Regions from separate parts of the Mus musculus genome. Here region 2 is linked to region 1. Evidence: chromatin contacts called from public HiChIP or PLAC-seq data. All regions are on one chromosome and are shown on one strand. The core of a region is the stretch at or near the end of the contact, and the rest is flanking DNA. Distances in the headings are between cores, read along the strand shown.

Evidence for each region. HiChIP or PLAC-seq counts read pairs in DNA pulled down with a chosen protein or histone mark.
Region 2: an HNF4G HiChIP or PLAC-seq map of pancreatic cancer cells shows a contact between it and region 1. The contact joins two enhancer-like sites. A contact is called at or near these places in 5 of 484 Hi-C or Micro-C datasets (myocytes and uterus) and 1 of 115 datasets of contacts at active chromatin or transcription factors (pancreatic cancer cells).

Annotation. Positions count from the first base shown.
Region 1 is chr1:193,868,497-193,874,045 of GRCm38.p6, forward strand. No RefSeq gene overlaps it. Among named protein-coding and RNA genes, the nearest start is that of Gm31870, 220 kb to the left of the region's middle. Within about 2 kb of position 2,410, at least 27 of the 459 cell types and tissues checked have an H3K27ac peak or open chromatin away from gene starts, as enhancers often do. A contact at or near this core is called in pancreatic cancer cells, where this site is marked.
Region 2 is chr1:194,105,200-194,110,748 of GRCm38.p6, forward strand. No RefSeq gene overlaps it. Among named protein-coding and RNA genes, the nearest start is that of 4930503O07Rik, 110 kb to the right of the region's middle. Within about 2 kb of position 2,267, at least 18 of the 459 cell types and tissues checked have an H3K27ac peak or open chromatin away from gene starts, as enhancers often do. A contact at or near this core is called in pancreatic cancer cells, where this site is marked.

The sequences.
Region 1 (5,549 bases), core at 1,160-3,659:
CACACAGGTATGTTATTCTGAATGTGAGTTTACGAAAATAGTAAGAAAATCAACGTCTGCAGGAGGGATAGTGGGCCTGGAGAGGGCTCCTGCAGACTCCCAAGGGCTGACTAGTATCAAATGGAAATGTTTTTTCAACAAAATCTCAGTAACTGAATTTTCATTAAAAAATTAATTCATCTCCAAGTGTTCCTAAATAGTACCATCCATTGACAAAAGTGCTTTGAGGACTGGATAATACCCTTTTGGGGCTATGAGCCACATGTTACAGTATCAGCTCAGGTCTGTCAGAGGCATGGGAAAGGGAGCAGGGCTTGCCTTTGCTACTGTGGTCTTTTAGTGCCTTAGAGCACCTGGGACCTCTGTCTCCAATATGTATGGGCACATGGGTACCCAAGGACCTCACCTCTAACCAGTCAGGCCCTACGCACCCAGCCACATTTCTATTGTCTGAAGTCTTATGAGATATCAGTTTAATGAAAGAGTGTCCACAGAATTAATCACCTCCCCCTTTTGGAGGAAAGTCATCCCAGTACTTGATTTCTTTCCAACTTAATCACACACCCCAATACACCCAGACTTCTGTGAGTCAGACTGAGCTTTCTCATGGTTTCCAGCCTTTTCTTTAAAGCAGCTATCAAGTAGCAGTTATTTTCCCCCCGGTCTGGCATCTCAGAGTGGTTTTACCAAACATGTAGTTAATTAACCCTAATTAATTGGAATTTCAAATGCTTTCCAAGTCTGTGGCGGTGTGAAGCTGTCCTCTCTCGCCAATACAAAGATTCAGTGGAAAGTCCTGTATTACCATTAGGAACATAACATTCTTAAAGCAAGTTCTCATAAAGGGTATGAAATTGTTCAAAGGGAAAATCAGAAGAAATTGTCTCTATCAAGTGGTACAAAGCAATTTAGAGAATGTTACTTTGTCAAGCCAGCTTTGAGCTAAGTTATCCTTTGTAAGATTTCTTTTTTTTTCTTTGAGCATCTATTTTTTTCTAACACTGCCCAACCCCCAATTCTTGTAATAAAATCAATATTTTCTGGAAGAACAGAGACGAGAGCCTTTAGAGGACTCCACCTCCTGTTTGCTGCAAAAACATTAATAAATGTCACTAGCAAAGTTGGGTACCAAGGGAAACAGGATGACCTCATGAATATATTTTCTAAAGAGCTTAAAATGTCCATCTTGTATATTATTCGTTCCTTAAAGAGTCTAAGAGCTATTGATCCCTTCAACTGCTGCAAAAAGCAATTTAAATGCACCAAAGGCTCTATATATGGATGGACAGAGCAGAGCCAGATCAGAGTGGCTTTATAATGCCTATTTCTCCATGTGCAGAGCTAGGCTGCAGAAAAGGTGCCCCTTGGTAGGGTAAATGCTATCACTAGGTCTATTACAGCAAAATAATGGAGAATTAGAACTACCTTTGCCTAAAGTGGTAGCAGTTTATAGACCTGCAAAGATTCGTCTGCTGATAAAAAGTGATTTAAAGAAATTAATTGACGATCATTGCATGGCTATTTCCTGGTTCCTAAAGTGGCAGACATCAAACACCACTAGCAGTGTGTGCACTGATATGCACTCTGTGTCTTCCAGACTTGCACATAGTACAGTAACATGAGTAAGAAGCCACAGACAGAGACCCAGGTATCACAGAAGGTTAGACAACATGCCCTTTAACCACGCTGCTCTATTTGTCACTGTGTATTATATTGGGTTACATACAAGTATATAATAGATTTTGAGCATATCTTGACATAGCCCATTACTCTCCCTTACCCCTTTATCTTCCGTTAGTCTACTTTACTGCTCTAGAAAATTTAGATGATGTATAGTTACCACTGTGGAAGACCTGCTGGATCACCTGTTTCACCTGCTTAGTATTTTCCTCAGCAAGCAAAGTGTCCTTTCCTTGACTCCAAGGGCAGCAGGAAGAAGGAAGACTAGTGTTTCCTAATGCGAGTAGCATGTTTTTCAAAGTTAGGCAACTGCTCATCTTACTTCACAGCCTTTGGGGCAGAGCAATTTTGTCCTTTAGGAATTTTTTTTTTTTTTATTTATTATATGTAAGTACACTGTAGCTGTCTTCAGACACTCCAGAAGAGGGTGTCAGATCTTGTTACGGATGGTTGTGAGCCACCATGTGGTTGCTGGGATTTGAACTTCGGACCTTCGGAAGAGCAGTCGGGTACTCTTACCCACTGAGCCATTTCACCAGCCCCCGTCCTTTAGGAATTTTAAGGTGCTTTGAAGCAATCCTTCTGACTTAATTGCTATCATTAGAGAACCAAAAAATCATTTTATTAGCTCTTGGCTATTCCTATTCTTTTGTTTATATTGACACATCTCAACAGTGACACGCATGGAGGCCTGAATTCCCAAGTGCCCCGTGATATGATGAGTCAGACATATTTCATACCAAAGCAGGAGCAACACAGGGCAAAGAGTATAAAACCAGGTCAGGGAGACCAGCTGGCAACAGTGGAGTAAACTTGGCTAAGATGTTGTCTTTTCTGTGGTTTGGATCAGATTTCACTCTTCCCAAACTTGTATGTGTTGGGAACTTGTTTCCCTGCAAGGCAGTGCTAAAGGGATGGGAGTATCTTTAAGAAGTAGGATCTAGTGGGAAGCCTTTAGGTCATTGTGAAGGCTGTCTTCAGGATACACTGTAGACACTCTTTACCTTTCTGGGGTTTTTTTTTTTTTGTTTGTTTGTTTTGTTTTGTTTTGTTTTGTTTTTTTCCATGCCTTGAGGTCACGCTAAACTAATTTTGACATCATGCCTGAGCATTTAAAACTGGGAGCTAAGTCAAGTAAATCGCAAGACTTGGGGAGTGTGTGTGTGTGTGTGTGTAATCAGAAAAAGACTAATTCAGATATCAGGAAGTTTCAAGTTTTGGGGTATCCTAATAAAATGGTGGCAGCTGTGAATAGGAAATCTTTCTTTAAAAGATAGGATAATCACAAACAAATATCCCCAAATATCACTGGGAATAGTTTCCCGCTGGTTCTGTGTGACTTACTTGTGTTCACAAAACATCTTTGATCTTGTCTCACTCAGCCTCTTATTCCAAATTTCCTCCCTAAATCTTGTTACTTCTCCTTTCCCAATCTCCAGTCTGGGTGTGAAAATTCTTGGTGTGCTAATAATCTCTTCAGCACCTTTTCAGCATACATTTTACCGACAGGTGTGATACCCGTTTCTGCAAACATTAACAGAAGTGAGTCGATGACCATTATATTTTACTCCCCCAAACCTGTATTTGTTGTATTTTTAAAATGCATTCTGAGCTAGTAGCCAAATGATTTGCTCTATACTCGGGGGTCAGCCTCTGTCAAATGTTAGATTCTTTCTCCCTGACCTTGCTATGCTGCCCTCCATATTCGCTACAGCTTTGACAGATTCCAAATAGCAGCTCCATACCCCTCACAGGTAAGAAAGGCAGGCTGGGCAAAGATCAGGCAGTTTACAAAAGTTCAATGTAGGCAGAAGAGAATGCTTTCCTTCTGGATAAGAGCTTCCAGTTTTTGTCTTTGTGTTTAGTATGCTCATAGACTTCTCCAGTCTATGAAGACTTTATTCCACAACTGATCAAGTAAGGCAGCAAACTCTACCCACAATCCACAGGCCCTGCCTGCAACCCAGCAAAAATAAAACCAGCACACGTGTTACTCTGTCATAGTGTTCTAAAGTCATTGACCTCAGCAGGGCTGGGGTCGTCAAGTATTCTAATTTACTACAATTTATTAATTCATGAGATCATTTTTGAATGCAGAAAGATCTTGCCTAGGTCACATGAGTCCCATAGGGTAACCAACACTAAGCTGTATTTCTTTTTGGGGGTGGGGGTAGGGTCGAGATAGGGTTTCTCTATATAGTCCTGGCTGTCCTGGAACTCACTTTGTAGACCAGGCTGGCCTCAAACTCAGAAATCCACCTGCCTCTGCCTCCCGAGTGCTGGGATTAAAGGCATGCACCACCACTGCCTGGCTTAAGCTGTATTTCTAAAATGCCAGTCTAATCATGTTCTCTCACTGCCCAAGATGCTAATGGCCCTTTCACTTATGAATTCCTGAGTCTTGCTTCCAGGGACTTCTTATTTCTGGGCAGGAACAACCCCTTTAAGTCTACCTCTTATCTTTGTATGCCTTTATATTTACTGGTTTCTGTCACCCTATTTGTTTTTTCAAGCTTTTCTCTGTCTAGAATGTTCTGTTGCTCATTATCTAATGACATAACCACAGCCATTCTTCAGTGTCTGGGTCAAATGTCACCTCAGTGTGAAGTTCATTAACCCCATTCTCTTAGGACCACATTTGTAACTATCTCATGCCTACTTTTCTGTAGCTCTCATTCCCTTCAGTGAAACCTACTGTCATAGGCAGAGACGTGTCTTATCTTGTCTGGGTACATAAGAGCTTACCTAACTGATTGACATAAAGCAAGTTCCAATAAATCTTTAGGAGAGGAAAGAATGAGACTCAAAATTGGCAAGCATCAAGTCTTGCTAGTTTCAGTTTTCCTTTTTAAGACACCAGCATTAGCTCCTGCCTCACCTGGGTATCTCTTACAGCTGGCAGGTTCGTCATGTGACACAGCATCTTTCACACTCTGTGCTCTTTTAAAGGAGTCTAAGCACACACCCCTCCTAATATTTTCTTTGCAGATTATTCTAGTCTTTCTGGTTCATTTTCATACATCCTGTTGATAATTTTAGTTGTTTTCTCTGGAGTTTTGGAGGATTGTTACTTTATCATCTATAAAATGAGGTGGTGGAGACAGCTTGAAAGGGATGCAGGAATTGGAAGATTCATTTAGCCGGTGTTTGCTACTTAGTGGTTTCCTCTTTTTTTCCACCCTTCTCCACTCCCTTTCTTCCACCCATTCAATCCCTTAACACTAAATAATAGAGGAAAAAGGTTAGAGGACAAAGAGGGTAGAGATCACTGAATAATGTCAGAGGTCAGAAAGTGGGCAGTGTTATTGTTAAACTACTTCCTACTGATTAGGGGCATTGAGTTCCTTGGGGCAAGTTTTGGTAGGATATCTAATTTCTTCTTCTTGTTCTTTCTTCTTTTCACATAACTTCTTAACAAACCATGACCAACAACAACCAACAACCCATCGATAGCCAAATACCCACCACATCTTTCAGGGTCCTAGCATTTATATATCCTTTGAAAAGTCCCCAGAATTCCAAATGTCCCACAATTGTATAAACTCTCTGCAGCTAAACCATACCCCTGCTAGACAGAGCCCCAGGCAATCATAGTCAGCTGCTGTGGACAACCTGAAGCAGCCCCATATCCCACACCTGGGATTAAAATGAAAATATATTCTTATAATATTTCTATTTTTTTAAGAAACCAAAATTCCAAAATTGCCACTACAGATTTTTGGTGTATATAAGGACACAGCAATGCTATTAGGTTCCTGCAATATCTTCAGGAAGCGATATCAGTGTCTCCCTAATCCTCTTTCGACATTCTAATGATAACTCAAATATAGATATTTTTCCCAAAGTCACTGCCTTATTCCTGTGTGAAA
Region 2 (5,549 bases), core at 1,017-3,516, 240 kb after region 1:
ATGCCACTCCATATAGGGCCAAGCATTCAAACACATGAGTCTATGGGATTATTCCTATTCAAACTACCACAGCTGCTTTTATTAAGACTCATTTGGACTAAAAAATGAGCCATACCTGCTCTAGGACTTCAATGAAGCTCTGCCTATACCATATCTCTCACCAGGACAGTGTGACTTCGATCTCTTTAGACCTCCCAGCAGACCTGGAAACAAGCTGTAAATTTCCTTCAGTCTGCTGCAGGCTTTCCTGGCATGGTCCAGCCTCCTGACACCATCAGTTAACATGAGCCAGCATAGCATCCCTCCTTCCATGCCAAGATTCTCAGAAGGCCATGATGAAGGTGGCTTTCCTGGTTCTCCAGGAGCAGGTGCCCACCAAGGAGCTGAGTGCAACCAAAGCAACTGTGCCAGAGATTATCCCCCCAAAGCAAGGCTGGCCTGAGATAGTTCAACAGTGGCTCCTCACTCTGTAGCCATCTTTTCTTAGCTGGGGATACTGAGCTCTGTTTACCCTCCCCCTACCCATCTCTGCCTTCTAACCAATCATCTTTCTATCATCAGTTAACTGTAAAGAATGCCTTGGGGTAGGAGACACTACCCAGACAAGACACAGAAAACAGGTAACAGACTGGAAAGAAAGGGCCAGTAGATCATATTTGGGATTCATTTTAAGTAATTCTGTTTTGGCTCCACTGCCAAGGAGAAGAGAGGTGTGTGAAAGTTCTATAAACCATGATGCGCTAGTGAGCTGGCTGAAACCTGCTGACGGTATCAGAATACTCCATTTTTAATATCAGAAGAGATGAATGATGACAGACACTTTCTAAATTGTTAGTTCCAGTTTCTAGCACCACAGACAGGGTGAGTGGCTGTGGGCTTAGTGCCTGTGTTTGGCCTGAAGAAACAGAACTGAGCCAGGATGAAAACGTAATCACCAGCCCCCTATGCAGTAAATACCCTTAATAAATTCCTTAAGCAGGAAAAAAAAAAAAGAGGGTCCTGAGATAGGTCCAGCTGAATTAGGTACCATGTTCTAAATTATTAAACTAATTCTCCATTTAACCTGTTCTAAGCTCAGTCAAGAGATACATGCCTCTCCAAGCATCTTCAGTTCCTTCAATAATCCCTGTACCATTGTCCCTACAAGAGAGAAAAGAGAATCTTGCTGAGCCGGGATTCTAAGTTCCTACCTTCACTCACCTTTTGGATTCTGCTGGTTTCTTGCACTGAGATTTCTGTTACCAGTTGTCACTACTAGACCACATGTACATGTGGACTGCCCACCTGGTTACTGAATGCTCTCACAGCTGCTTATCAGTTCTGTTGTTACTGGTCTGTTTTAGAAACTCTTGTGCCCAGTGTGGAGCTCTGGCACACCAAGCTAGACCACAGATGGAGGTCTTGGATTGAAATCGGGCATTTGACCAGTTTGACTCCCTTATTCTCTCTTATTCCATCCTCACCCAGGAAAACCACTGTACATTTGTATCTATTGAACCTTCTTAGGGAGGGTTGCATGACTGCCGTGGGTACAAGAGAAAGACAGTGTGAGTCAGATCATAGAAGTGCTCATGGAAGATAGTCAATGCCTGGTAACCCAGTCAGCCTACCAGGATTCCACTACAATCCCAACCCCAAGGCCCTTTCTGGGGAGCTTATCAGATCCCTCAGCAGCTGCCCAACCCTCACTTCTTTTAGCTAGGCCACTCTAGGGACTTCTGTGGTGCCTATCATGGAAATAAAGGGACAGAGAGAGGCCACTGTGTTAGGTCTGAGTTGCCAGCTTCTGTCTGCTCTGCTCTGCTCTGCTCTGCTCTGCTCTGCTCTGCTCTGCTCTGCTCTGCTCTGCTCTGCTCTGCTCTGCTCTGCTCTGCTCTGCTCTGCTCTGCTCTGCTCTGGAATGATGCTGCCTAGGGAAGGTTTCTCTCTTACCACCCACATGTGCTCCCACTGAGCATAAGTGATTGGGATCTAGTTGGTTAAATTTCCTTTCAAAACTTGGAGAAGAGGGTCATGGCCAGTGGTTGACTAGTAGTCCTGAAACTGCCCTCCAAAGTCACCATAAATCTACATCAGAGGAGGAACGGGGTCTAGCACCACCTTGGGAACCTGCCTACAACCCTAATGCAGAATTTACCTCTAAATTTTGATCCCAGAATGGACTGAACCTAAGTATTTATGAAGTACCTGTTTTGTACTATGCTCTGCTCTAACCAGGAGGAAACAGCCATTAGCTCAAGTCGAAAGTCTACCCCTAAGTAAAGCACAGATTGGCAAAGACAGGGGAAATGTGTATGCTTAGCTGGGTGGGGCAAGTACTGTGACAGTAAAGATCAATGGGGTGCCGGAAGGTTTGTTTTTCCTTATTTTTCCCCTACTCAGATTAGAATGAGATGATCCAGGAAAAATAATCAAGGGACTCTTGAGAAAGGTGTGTGTGAATAAAAATGAGATTTCCAGAGTTTTTCAGGTATAAGCACAGGCAAGAACCAATGAGGTAGGTACAATCCATTATTCCCAAGGAATTGCTGAGTCACAGGGCCCACAAAGCCAGTCACACTGAGTAAGCTGTAACATACAGGACATAAGTGAATACCTTCCCAGCACTTTTTTGCTTTCAAAAACAACCAGAGAATGGAGTGGGGTTAAGGGCAAGAAGAAAGCAGATACACATTACTTACTGGCATAATGCTAGGGATCCATAAGGGTGGCTTAGGCCAAATACAAGGTATCAAGCAAACACTAAAAGTGGGTTGATTTTTAAAGTATAGCCAAGGATGATAGCTTGAGTATGTGTGGGTTAGGGGATAAAGGGAAATAGAAAGAGAGAGAGAGAGAGAGAGGAAGGAGGAGGAGGAGGAGGAGGAGGAGGAGGAGGAGGAGACAGCAGACAGACAGACAGCAGGCAGACAGACAGACAGACAGACAGAATTCTCCTAACTTCTCCCAAAAGATCCTATGGTGTCTAGGTACCTAAGGGGTCAGACTAGATGCTCAGTTTTTAGAGGAGACTTAGCCCTTACTCTACATAGAGACAGGCAGAACTTTCTTGGCCTCAGGCAAAGGGCAGGGATTAGGGGATAATTCACTAGACATAAACAACTTAAATGAGCAGGCCTAAAGGATTAGCCTCCCACTAAAGTCCACAAAAGCTCGCCCTCCTTTGTAGGCTTCTGCTGGATTCCAGATGAGATCCTTGCGCCTGGCAAACTCTCAAAAGGAGCTCTTAGATGTAGCTATTGAACACACTCCTATGTCCTACTTACTCCTTCTGGGTGAGCTCAGGACACTGAGCTATTTATTTGTATTTTTTTAAAGCAGGGGAGTTTATGATCTTCCCTGCACAGGGAAGAAAATAGCTAGGTTTATTAAAGTAGTCATAAAAGAAGGAAAGTTAATAAAACAGAGTTGGGGGAAACCAGGGAGCCACAGGCATGTGGAGTGGGACGATTTAAGTGTTCTGAGCAGCCCCGTTTACCCCACTCTCTCCCTTGTCAGCTATCACCACAGCATTTTCAGTTGCATCAGCGACTTTCCATCTCATCTTTCTTTCTCACGGGTAGTTTTGAAACCTAATTTCAATCTGGTTGGATGAGAGGCCAGCCCTCGACTGGAGCAGGGCTTCCACAGCAATCTGGTGCTCTGTCCTGTCTACTTCAGTTTTGAGCTGTTAAATGATAGATGGTGGAGGGAGACTTCTCAGAGCTGCATAGGAGAGAGTCAGCTTTATCAACCCCACCCCAGAGAGACAGTAAAGTTGCTTCTAAGTGCTGAGATAAAATGGAAGGTTTGGGGAGTAATACCATGGTTTGAAATGGTTTCCCATCTCCTCTATTGTAATAGGAGATGCATCCTTTTTCTTGGGAGGATAGGGTATATACAGACTCATCTCAGTCTGCCCTTTGTAGCATTCCACAGCCTCTTTCTCCTTCCCCTTCCTCTTCTGGTATCTGTTATTCAATGAGATGGAATATGTAAGGCCTTTTAAAAGATAACCACCACCACACTCAACTGTAATACACCTTACAATAGAATAGGGACCTTACAATAGAATGGGGACCAGCAGGGCAGAAGCAGCTGTGTGATGTGGCCTTTTCTCTGCCAAGCAAAGAATTTTACAAAGCATTTGGAGGAAGGGGAGGGAAGGGGAGATTCCTCAGATGTCTGAAGTGCTTGAGCAGCCATTAGCTGATACAGGTGAACACATGCTGGGCCTGCAAAGCCCCAGCCCCAAGCAAGGGCTCTTTCACTACACCAAAAGGAAGAAGGCAGCTGTTTGTGGGGAGTGAGGTGGGGAAATACTGCTATATTAAAAGGTAAATGATGGTTATCAGCAAGTAGAAATGGAATGTGAGGCACTCTCTTTCATTCTGTCTTAAGCTGGTGCACCGCTGATGTGGTTTATTAAACAGCTGTCAGAAACTAGGCCCCAGGCAGATGCAGCCAGTCAAGTGTGAAGAAGACATTCCGGTAGGGACAGGCATAGCAACTGGTTTCTCCGCAGGCTTCCCATCCCACAGACCCTGTTAGATGGGGATGGAAAAGGGAAGGAAAATTAAGAAGCCAAGGAAAATGGAAAATCAGCCAAGAAAACAAGTGGAGTAGGGGGAAGGTGCTCCTGTCAGGACCGTTCATTCTTTCCAGAACAGTTTAAAGGTATCTGGGCTGCACAGCAGTAGCCAGCAGTGCTCTGCACATGTACACTATGAGCACAAAGGAAGATGGTGCTACCTCTGAGACGTCAAAGCTAAGGTGACATTGAACTGATTGATGAGTGGTGTTGCCAGGATAAAGCATGGAAGAATAGAAAGAAAGTAGAGTGTGGGCAGATGGCTTGCATCCTCCATGCTACAGGTAATCTCCAAAGTAGTGGCAGTAAGAGTGGGCCCTTTCTCACCCCTAGATAAAGCGATTTAGGCATTCAATGGAGAGACAAAGAGAGGGGGAGAGAGAGAGACAGAAAGAGAGAGGGAGGAACGGAGGGAAAGAGGGAGGGAGGGAGGGAGAGAGAGAGAGAGAGAGAGAGAGAGAGAGAGAGAGAGAGAGAGAGAGAGAGAGAGAATATGAATCTTTACAAGCACAAGCTTCTTGATAGGTTATGGGATTCTAATTGGTCAGAACAAATTCATGGACAACTGAGCAACTGTAAATGGACTCAATAGGATATGCATGTGTGTGTGTGTGTATGTGTGTGTGTGATGTATGTATGTATAGGTAACAGTAATAAAGAATAGGTCACAAATTAGGGGACACAGAAAGAGTTGGAAGGAGAGGGAGGGATAGAATGATGTAAATACAGTATTTGTTTGTGAAATTCTCAAAAATTAAAAACAATATAAATAAAACAAAAGAGAACAGGGTCCTTCAGGGCAATATGTGATTTGCCTGCAAGGTCTTTTCCTTTTCAAATGGGACTAAGGATATTGTAAGGAAGGCTTCCTGTAGCATTCATCCCTTCTCACTCTATCCCTTCCCCCATAGGAACATGGAGCACCCCTTTCTCTGCAGGTTACAGCACTAAGGCACTGTTCTAAAAGTTACTCGGGTTC